2 separate regions of the Mus musculus genome follow, and region 2 is linked to region 1. A link is a contact called in public Hi-C data. All regions are on one chromosome and are shown on one strand. The core of a region is the stretch at or near the end of the contact, and the rest is flanking DNA. Distances in the headings are between cores, read along the strand shown. Region 1 overlaps Sel1l3 (sel-1 suppressor of lin-12-like 3 (C. elegans)). Region 2 has its middle 56 kb from the start of Gm40303.

What was found. Hi-C and Micro-C count contacts between places; a contact is called where the count stands out from the background.
Region 2: a Hi-C map of the N1E-115 cell line shows a contact between it and region 1, with 4 times the contacts expected there. The contact joins two enhancer-like sites. A contact is called at or near these places in 4 of 484 Hi-C or Micro-C datasets (the N1E-115 cell line, embryonic stem cells, nephron progenitors and 1 more) and 1 of 9 other capture datasets (embryonic stem cells).

What each region holds. Positions count from the first base shown.
Region 1 is chr5:53,150,966-53,155,894 of GRCm38.p6, reverse strand. It overlaps Sel1l3 (sel-1 suppressor of lin-12-like 3 (C. elegans)), which reads left to right. Exons shown (of 24, transcript NM_172710.3): 10 at 131-342; 11 at 1,545-1,724. Among named protein-coding and RNA genes, the nearest start is that of Sel1l3, 60 kb to the left of the region's middle. Within about 2 kb of position 2,509, at least 25 of the 459 cell types and tissues checked have an H3K27ac peak or open chromatin away from gene starts, as enhancers often do. A contact at or near this core is called in the N1E-115 cell line, where this site is marked.
Region 2 is chr5:53,321,033-53,326,018 of GRCm38.p6, reverse strand. No RefSeq gene overlaps it. Among named protein-coding and RNA genes, the nearest start is that of Gm40303, 56 kb to the right of the region's middle. Within about 2 kb of position 2,423, at least 3 of the 459 cell types and tissues checked have an H3K27ac peak or open chromatin away from gene starts, as enhancers often do. A contact at or near this core is called in the N1E-115 cell line, where this site is marked.

The DNA of each region.
Region 1 (4,929 bases), core at 1,260-3,759:
ATATTTCAGGGTACTGCAGGACCCACCTTGTCAATAACAAAGGTATTTAATTGGCTATCCTTCCTTCTTCTCCAGCCACATCAGCCCCATGGTAATTAATTCTGTGTGCTTCGAATTGTGTTATTTACAGTGCCATGGAACCAAAATGACTCCGTATTAGAAATCGGTGCAAGGATATTTGAGAAGGCTGTAAAGAGACTCTCTGGCGTTGATGGCCTTCACCAAATTAGCTCTGCCATCCCCTTTCTGATGGATTCCAGCTGCTGTGGATACCATAAAGCATCCTACTACCTCACCGTCTTCTATGAAACTGGATTAAATGGACCTCGGGATCAGCTGCAGGTGGAGTATTTCATGAGTCCAGGAGCACCTGTCACCTGGGTTATGTGTGCTGAGAGATGCCCCTGCTAGCACTGGATGTGTTGCAGCTCCTTGGAGTCCCCTAAAAATCTCTACACCTAGGGAAAAATGTCCTTGGGCTGTGGAACTACACAATAACCTGTTTTCAGGGAGGAAAAAAAAATACACATCTCCATTTCTGCACATGGCTTTCATGTTTTGGTCAACCATCCAAGGGACAGTTTGAGCAGAGCCGGCTGGGATCCTGTCCTTCAAAGTCAGGATAATATTGATAAACGCAGTGGTCCCCAGGTCGAGGTCCTCACCTCAGTTTACTTTTTAGCTAATAAAAGTCGATGGATCTCCTTGTCGCCACATCTATCCTTCTACCATCAAAATAGATGCCGCAGTAGACAGTTTTACTTTGGGTCTTGAATCCAAATTGATTATGCAACGTGCCTAACATTCAGAGTCACATTTTCCCAAGTGTATTAGTCAGGGTTCTCCAGAAAAACAGAACCAATGGGATTTTATATATCTAGGGAGAGATTTATTCTGAGGAATCAGCTCATGCAATTATGAAGTCTGAGAAGTTCTCTGCTCTGCCATCTGCAAGCAGGAGGCCAGGCGAGCCCCCGCCGCTGCCGGTGGGTTTCTAGTCAAAGCCAGAAGGGCCCGCTGACCAGGGGAGCTGGTAGTGGAAATTCTACCTCTTAGACAGGAAAAGATGAGAGTCCCAGCACAGGCAGGCAGGCAGGCAGGAAGCCAAAAGGGATGAGTCCCTCCTTCCTCTGCCTTTGGGTCTTTTCAGGCTCTCAATGGGATGCTGCTCCCCCAGCCTGGGGAGGACCATCTGTGGCTGGGGAGGACCACCTGCTTTATTCAGACACCCATCTCCAAGATTTCACTGGAAACAGCCTACCAGACTCCCTGAGAAATGACGCTGGGCCCCTGCCAGCATAGTCACATTGATAGATAACACTATCACAAGAAAACACCATGTTCTCCAAACACTTTTAATTTCTGATCTCTGCATATGATTGCTTGTCTTTGTGTGTGTGTGTGTGTGTGTGTGTGTGTGTGTGTGTGTTTAGGATGGCTGGGATTAGAGAGATGGAGCAGGGCCAACGACCTTTTGGCTTTAGGGGATTTTATAACCTTATCTATACAGTCTTGTGAACACTTTATCAATTTCTTCCTTACAGGGCATGCTATACAGTCTGGTTGGAGGCCAGGGCAGTGAGAGACTGTCATCAATGAATCTTGGGTACAAACACTACCAGGGTGTTGACAGCTACCCACTGGACTGGGAACTGTCCTATGCCTACTACAGCAACATTGCTACAAAGACACCCCTTGATCAGCACACACTGCAGGGAGACCAGGTACGATGGAGATATTTGAGTGTGCTTACAGCTTGGTTATCAGGGCCTTCTGAGCAAGGTTATAGTGTCTGCACCTGCATCTGGTTTATGTGTTGGCTCTTTGAGGATGTACATGGTCTGATGGAGAGGAAAACTTTAGTGCCTTATCTTCCGTTCCCATTTCCTGCATCTGTGCAGGTTAGCAGGGGGACAGCAGGCCGTGAGTCTACGTCTGTGAGCTGCCCATGAGTGAGCAAACTGGCACGTGAAGGAGAGGTGGCTCCTGAGGCAGATTTTGATCTTGAAAAAAGGAAAACATATCAGAAACATAAACATTTTGTCCATAGGACAAGCAGGACAGTGGTGGCGCACGCCTTTAATCCCAGCATTTGGGAGGGAGATTTCTGAGTTCAAGACCAATCTGGTCTACAGAGTGAGTTTCAGGACAGCCAGGGCTACACAGAGAAACCCTGTCTTGAAAAACCAGAAAAAGAAAAAAAGGAAGGAAGGAAGGAAGGAAGGAAGGAAGGAAGGAAGGAAGGAAGGAGATGCTGAGGTCTGGAGATGTCAGGCGGGAACGAATCAAATTGAGAGGAGGCATTGACCCACCTCTCAGCACCTCTGTCTGTACATGATGAACAAGCATGGTCTACCACACACAGAGGCCAGCCTTATGTCCATCTCTGTTCCCAGTGCTGGGTGTCTGAGCAAGGGCTCCTTCATATGGACTCTGCTACTCACTGTTTCCAAGGGGCTGAGGCTTAAAGACATCACCACAGCACATTAAGGGTATAGATGAGGGAGCCTAGCAGCAGCCCCTACTTACAGGCTTCCCAATCGTGCTGACTCACCAGACAAAGCCATCAGTGGCTCACATCTGCCAAAAAAAAAAAAAAAAAAAAAAAGCAGAATTCGTTAGATTAGACTCACTGATGGCTTGTTTCCGGACTGAGAATAAAAGGCTGCCGGTGAAGGTGTCTACAGAGGAATAGCAGGAAAACCTACTCGGACAGCACAGACCTAGGTCCAGGAGAGGGGATAGTGGGCTGGGTGGCTTCAGGGACACAGAGGTGTGTGAGATGGTTCACGTTGATAATGCAACTGGTTTGCTGTGAGGGTTAAGAGGGTTTCCCCCCATCTCCATAAAGGGCCAGCTGGTGAGTATTTCAAGCTTTCACTGTATGGTGAGGTTTTTTTTTTGTTTTTTGTTTTTTTTTTTTGTTTTTGTTTTTTTTTTTGTTTTTTTTTGTTTTTTTTTTTTGGTTGTTGCTGTTTTTTTCTTTTTTCTTTCTTTCTTTTTTTTTTTTTTTTTTTTGCACCTGCTGGAAATGTGGAAATAAACGTGCATCTGGGTCCGTGTAGCCACAGCCAGTATGAAGCACCATGACAGCATTTGCCTGTGCCTGAGGGACGGAGCTGGCTAGGTCAGAATCATTGACTCTCAAGCTTAGTGACAAACTGGGAACCAAACTGCCCTGGGATTGAGTCAGAAGCCTACAGTGTAAAAATGCTGTTTGATACTTGGAAAAAGAAAAACAACAACAACAACAACTACAGTGGCCACTCTACTGTTGTGAAATAAACCACTCAGAGAGATGAGCCTTTCAGTGAATGTTAAATGTGACGGAGTGAGACAAGTGGGCCTAAGGATGGAGCTTAGCTGGTAGATCGCTTTTCTAGTGTGAACACAGACCAATCCGCAGCACCGCATGAAACCAGGTATAATCAGCACCCCAGAGGAGGGAGGACACAGGAGGATCAGGAATTGAAGGTCACTCTTGGATACATAGCAAATTCAATACCAGCTTGGGATTTGTGAGACCCTGTCCCAAGAAGGATCAGGGAAGGAGGAGGAGATGAAGAAGTGTGAAGGAGGAGGGGGAAGAGGAGGAGGGGGAGGAGGGGGAAGAGGAGGAAAAAGGACAGAAGACATAAAAAAAAATCTGTCTCTATAGAGCTATTCTAACTCCTTTAGATGACATCAGGTTGGCTTTTTCTTTTTTTCAAATAAGCCTACACCCACTTAAGCCGACTATTCTCTCTGTGTATATACGTGATTTGCAAACTTTGACCTCAGCCTCACAGCAATTAATTAATATCTTCGTTGTCAAGAAATATTGCCCTACAAGAAACATTTTTACACAATTGGGTTGTAAGGCAAAGGCTGCCTTTACCTTTTCACAAAGCCCAAACATGTTCATCACATCCCGCACGTATAGATCACACGTTCAAGAACTCGAATTCGGCATCAATTAGCAGCAGGAAGCAGTGCGTTGCTGACAAGCTCCCTTTCTTTGGAAGATTTGGCATGTGAAATGTTATGATTATGAACGAAAATGTTTAATTGGTCAGAACCGGAGGAGATGAACAGAAAAGATGTGTCTCGCAGCTGAAAGGCCGTGTGATTAGGCACTGTGGGTAGGAATTATACACTTAGGGTTGTGTCATCGCTCATTTTCTTAAGAATTCATAATTAATGGCTTCTTGAAGATTGAAGCAGGTGTCAAGCGTTCATTTAAATGTCCTTTTGTTGAGGTATCTATTAATTCACCAGCATAATGTAGCAAACGAGGAGCTAGCTCTCGAAAGCCAGACCTCTCATTAGCAAGGGAAGGGTCTGTCAATAACGCCTTTCTTCGTGCTTGTTACGGCTTGGCTTCCGTGGTGCACATCGCTTCATCTTTATCAGGATTCTCACTCTGCTCCCTGCTTGTGACTGAGCGAGACTTTCCTTCGGGTAAAACTGGAAGGGCTCTTTTTATTCTGTGGCTTAAAAGAACTCCAAATGAGTTCTTTTCCTTCAGTCCAGTTCTTAGATCCTCTCTCTCTCTCTCTCTCTCTCTCTCTCTCTCTCTCTCTCTCTCTTCCTCCTTCCCTCCCTTCCCTCTCTCTCCCTCCCTCTCTCCCTCTCCCTCCCTTTCCCTCTTCCCCTGCCCCCCTTTCTTTCTGAGGCTTCTGGGAGGCATGGGGTGCCTCAGTCACACCCCTGGCCACAGCTGTCTCTGCATACTGACAGTACTCCTTCATCTCCACCTAACTCTTTTTTACTCTTCATTTAGAGTCACAAAGGAACCTTGCCACGTGCATCTCCTTTCTCTACTGCTAACACCTCCACAAAGGACATCAATGGTTGCACTAAGAAATGGGGGTGGCCTTGACCCCCATCTAATAGCCACCCCACTTTCTCTCTTCCCCATCTCTACCCCTACTACCGCCTCATGTCCTT
Region 2 (4,986 bases), core at 1,174-3,673, 170 kb before region 1:
AGCTATTTAAAATCCACCACCCGCACACACCGAATTTTAGGAAATTCAGCGTGCAAATTTCATCCTCAGAATTTCTCAGGGCTACCTGAGTCTTTCCTAAGGGTTGAAAAATCTCTCTCATGAACTGTGAGACATCTGCTTCCCAGGGTCTCCACCATCACTGCAGCTAAATAACAATTTCAAAACCAGTTGTTGGTTGGCATTTAAAATTTAGAGCCATGCTTTCTTTTCTCCTCGTAATAGAGAAGAGGCTGGGTGTTTTTGTCTTCAGTAAGCCCTAATTTCTTCATCAGGATCCTGGCCATGAATGACTTAAGCTGCTCCACCCCTGTGTTTGTTAAGCCACCCCACAATCAGACCCAATCTGGAAACAAAACAAAGCCATGTAGAGCTGCACCCAATAAAGAGGATCTTGGCTTCTTCATAATCAGCTAATGGTATCATTGACCCTGAGGGACTAACACCGTGAGACGTAAACCCAAGTCCTGAATAAAATTGCAGAATGCAGGAACTTTCTGCCGGAGACGTTGCTGTTGTTGTGCTGAATGAGCCAGGGAACAAAGACAAGAGGCCAGTGCCTTGAAGAGATAGGGGAGAGAATTCACAAATATCAAAAGAGCTGATCCTGACTCTCCACTTCCAGAGAGAGAGAGAGAGAGAGAGAGAGAGAGAGAGAGAGAGAGAGAGAGAGAGGGTGCTTGCGCTTTTGGGAGACATTATTGCTATTTTGACCACCACTAATTTGTCAGGAATATCTTTTCCTGAAGACAAGTGATTTCACTCACCCTTCAATTAAGGATGTAGGAAGACAGTGAGGGCCAAAGAAGGCTTGGGGGAAGCGTAGAAGAAAGGGAGGAGGTAAGGGGAAGGGGAGGGGACGAGGAGGGAGGGAAGCCATCCTTCTCCCCTCTCCCAGTCTTAGGAACATGCTGCTGTAGCTAGACAGAATTGCCTTTTTGTCTTTTAGCTAAGTTGGGTTTTGACAGGGCCCTTTTGCTCTCCTGTCAGCTTCTCAATTCAGGCAATTTCACGGCTTCTTTTCTGGTGCTGAGACGTGTTTGTAGGAGCACGGTTGTTAGATGGAGCCTTGAGCACAAGAGCCAAATTGCTAAGCTGCCTCACCTTGACTGCAGCCCAGACCCTTACTAGAGGTTCTGTTGGTGACCTGCAGGCAATTCAGGCATAACAGAGTGATCAGGGATGCCGAAAGGCAACTGTGTGTCCCAGTTAATTATTCAGTGCAATGATGGCTTACAGCTCTCCGTACACTCACGTTCAACGAATTGGAATTTTTTTTAAAATGGACTTCATTCATTCATTTAATAAACCTTTCTCGAGAGCGGTACTAAAGTTCTGATGACCATAGCTAGCTCATGAGATGGAATTGTGCTAAAGGGTAAGAAGAGAAGCTAGGTATGCGGAGTGACAAGGTCAAAGCCTAAGTCAGGTGCTTGGCTTTTCTCAGAAGAACAGGAAGGGAGGGCCTGCCATGAAGACCAGAGGCTGGGAGGTGAGGCCAGAAGGGAGGCCTGGGATGGGAGACGAGGCTTGTGAGGCTCCTGGGCTACTAAGGGGACTGCAGTGTCAGTAAAATCCTTCGTGGAGTTTAAAGACCACATCATTTCAAGAATCCTTGGGACTTTAAAATGTCATAGTCACAAAAATAAAGCTGCTCTCTCAGCATGGTACCCCATCATCAGCTTTGACTCTGGGCTGACCCCCTTTCTATGTGGTTCCCAGCTCCATACATATCAGCCACTGCTATCCTTTGTGCCAACATCTGTCTGTCTGCCTGGTGAATCCCTAGCCAGCCCTGAAGAGCCAGGGAGCTGTCACTCCACTTACCAAGTGTCCCTTGACTTTTCAAGATTGAATTATTTCCTCTGCCCCAGAGCATCTTGGACCCCGTCCCCACAGAGGGTCCCTGATGTCTCCCTGGGGTCTTCCCTGCCCTTCCTGATTAAAGGTTTTAAGGGAAAATGTGTCATAGAGCAGGTGTGCTTAGCTTTTCCTGGAAAACCAAGCAATACATTAAGAAAGTCGGGGGGTGGGGGGCGGTGATCCATCAGTTCTCTGTCAGTTATCCATGAAGAGGGCTAGAGTTTAGGCTGTGCAGGCTCCCTCAACTACAGCCTAAGTGACCCTGGGGAAGGAGCTGCCCCAGGGTCTTTCTTGGTATGTAAACAGAGAAGTCACAATGCTACCCTTGACTCTCTGAGCTGTTGAGAAGGTTAAAGAAGGCTGTACAAAAAGGTACTTGAAATGGGGGGTAGATTCATCCCTAATGAGTGCTATTAGTATTAAGAAGGGTTGTGTTGTTTGGGACAGGACCTAGAAGTGGGCAAACCTACAAGGGAGTGGGAATCTCAAAGAGGTTGGACTCACATCCTCTCCATCAGCATTGCCTGGATATGTTCTAGCTTCATCGCAGTTCCTGAAAAACTTATGTCAATGGTGCGAGGAAGCCATTGTCTCACAAAATCCCTTGTAAGGACACCACGGGGTAGAGGATCAATTACACTATCCCCAAACTCTCCCCCACTTCCCTAGAACCATTTGCTAACCCCATCTGCTGTCAAAGGAGCCTGTTAAGGGGGCCTCGTGGGACTGGACTTGGAGACAGGATGTCTAGGCTGGAACTCCTGTTCTGCCATCTGTCAAGTTAAGTGACCTTGGCCAAGAGGTGTCGCCTAAGTCTTGATTGCTGCACTAGAGAATCATGAATGGCTACAGCCCTACCTCTGTGGGTGTGGGTGTGTGCAGGCAGGAGCTCTGTGCTCAGGCTATAGTATCCGGCTAGTTCTGCTCAGCGCTGTTTCTATTGTTAGCTATATATCGGGATAAGTTACCGATCTTTCTGTCCCCCTGTTTCCTTTTCTGAAAACCAGGAAATAGTAGCTCCTGGCCTCTTGTAAGCAGAGGTTCATCAACCTCAAGTTCCTGTGAACACCCTTCAGCCACTTGAGACATTATTACTTCACAGCATTTGGAGATGGGGCCTTCTAAGAGGTCAGGCCAAACAAGGCCACCTGGGTGGGCCCCACCCTCGGCCTGTCTGCTGGGCTTGTGAGGAGACGTTAGGACATGACACACAGATAGAAGACCCTGGGAAGTCGCAAGGAAAGATGCCGTCTACAGGCCAGGGAGAGACGGCGATAGAAGTGCATCCTGCCAAGACCTTACGTTTTCACTTTGAGCACTGTGAGAAAATCGGTTTCCATTGTTTAAGCACCTGTCTGTAGCCCTTTGCGATGGATTGAAACACTACGGACAGAAGTGCTGAGCAGAACCGTCAGAAACACCAGTCTGCTCTGCTCATTCCTAGAGGGGGCCTGTGTCCCACAGGGGTCTGTAGAGGGCGCTGCACTGGATTGGGCTTGCTCCTCGGTTCTGTACAGACATCACCATGCAATCTTTTTCTTTTCTTTCCTTTTTTTTCCTTCTCTTTGAAAAAGGCATTTTTGAAGCCAGATGTGGCGTTCCACATCTGTAATTCCAGAACCAGAGAGATGGGGGGGGGGGGGCGGTGGCAGGAAAATGAGTTCAAAGCCATCCTTGCTACCTGGCAAATTTAAGATCAACCTGGGCTCTATGAGACCCTGCCTCAAAACAACAACAACAACAACATCAACAGCAAACCTTTTCCCCATACTCTCCCCAATAGACTTCCTCTTCCCAAAATCACAACACACACCACAGCAATGGTCACTGACTATCCTCAATTCATTTCTGGTTCATCCCTCATTTCCGGTCCCTGATGTTTTAGGGACCAGCAGCTACGTTCTTAGGCAGTAGTCTCCATGTTCTATGGATCAAGGAGGAGATGCATACGTTGCCATGGAGCTATCTAAGAGTCTCAGCCTACTCCCGCATCTCTTGACTCCCAACAACGGTGTCTCTACTGTGCCAGGAACCGCGGACTTCTCAGAGGTCACCTGGTTGATGAAATAGAAGTAGGTGAATGTCGGGTTCCCAGACCTGACTGAGCCATTTACCAGGTAAATAAGCCTTGATTTTCTAAAAATGCAGGATCATGGGTTCCGTGCTCTGGGGCTATCCTGGGGACCAGAGAGAGTAAAGTTCTGTGCCCAGCCTGGGCACATTGCTGGACTCTTCTGAGCCACAGAGCTCGCTAATGAAATAAAGATCCCCTTCACAAGCCCCAGTGAGGACTAGAGAGATGGCATAGAAAATGTCAGCGTGGGGTCCAGGTCTTAAGAAAACACAGTGGGGGCTACTATTATTTAGGCACTTCACAATTCCTGTGAGATATCAAAACACAGTTTCCAAGGAGCTGAAAGACACGGCTTTTACAACGTATAAAGTGGATGCATGTCAATGTGTTATTGATCTCATTGAAAATAACAGGGAAACTAGGTTGAAGGCGAAGCTTATTTAAATAATATTTTAGATGTTTATGCAAAAAAAAAAAAAAGAAAGGAAGGAAGGAAAGAAATGTTAAAATTAGCTTGCTGGCGTAGGCACAAAACTGGTTCTCAGTGTATCATACGTGACAGCAACACAACCCTAGGCTTTCCCTGCTAGCAAGGGAATCCGGCCATTGGCATTTATGCAGGATGGAAAGCTGTGTGCTAACACAGCATACTCAGTATCTGGCTTTCTTCTGCAAGGAGTGGGGAAACTCTCCTAAAGACATTGAAAGAACATTCAGAAAGCATGTGTAGGACCACCCCTGAGGACCCCTGTAAGGATGAACAGCTGTAATTCATCCATTCGGAAGGACCGCAAGTCACTCAGTCCTAGGCTCGTTTGCTTCCAAGAGTTGGAAGATTTCCTTTAATAGAAGTAATCCAAGAGAAACTTGCTGATCCCCTCACTGTGACCTGCGGAACACAGGATTGGTCCCTACCCTCTAGGCTCTCACTCTCTGGGATCTTTAGAGGCAGGGGAAGAGAAGGGAGAGTGACTAAAGAAGTAAATGATAGCTTTTACCCTGCACCATAGACCACTTTGTATTGCTTTAGC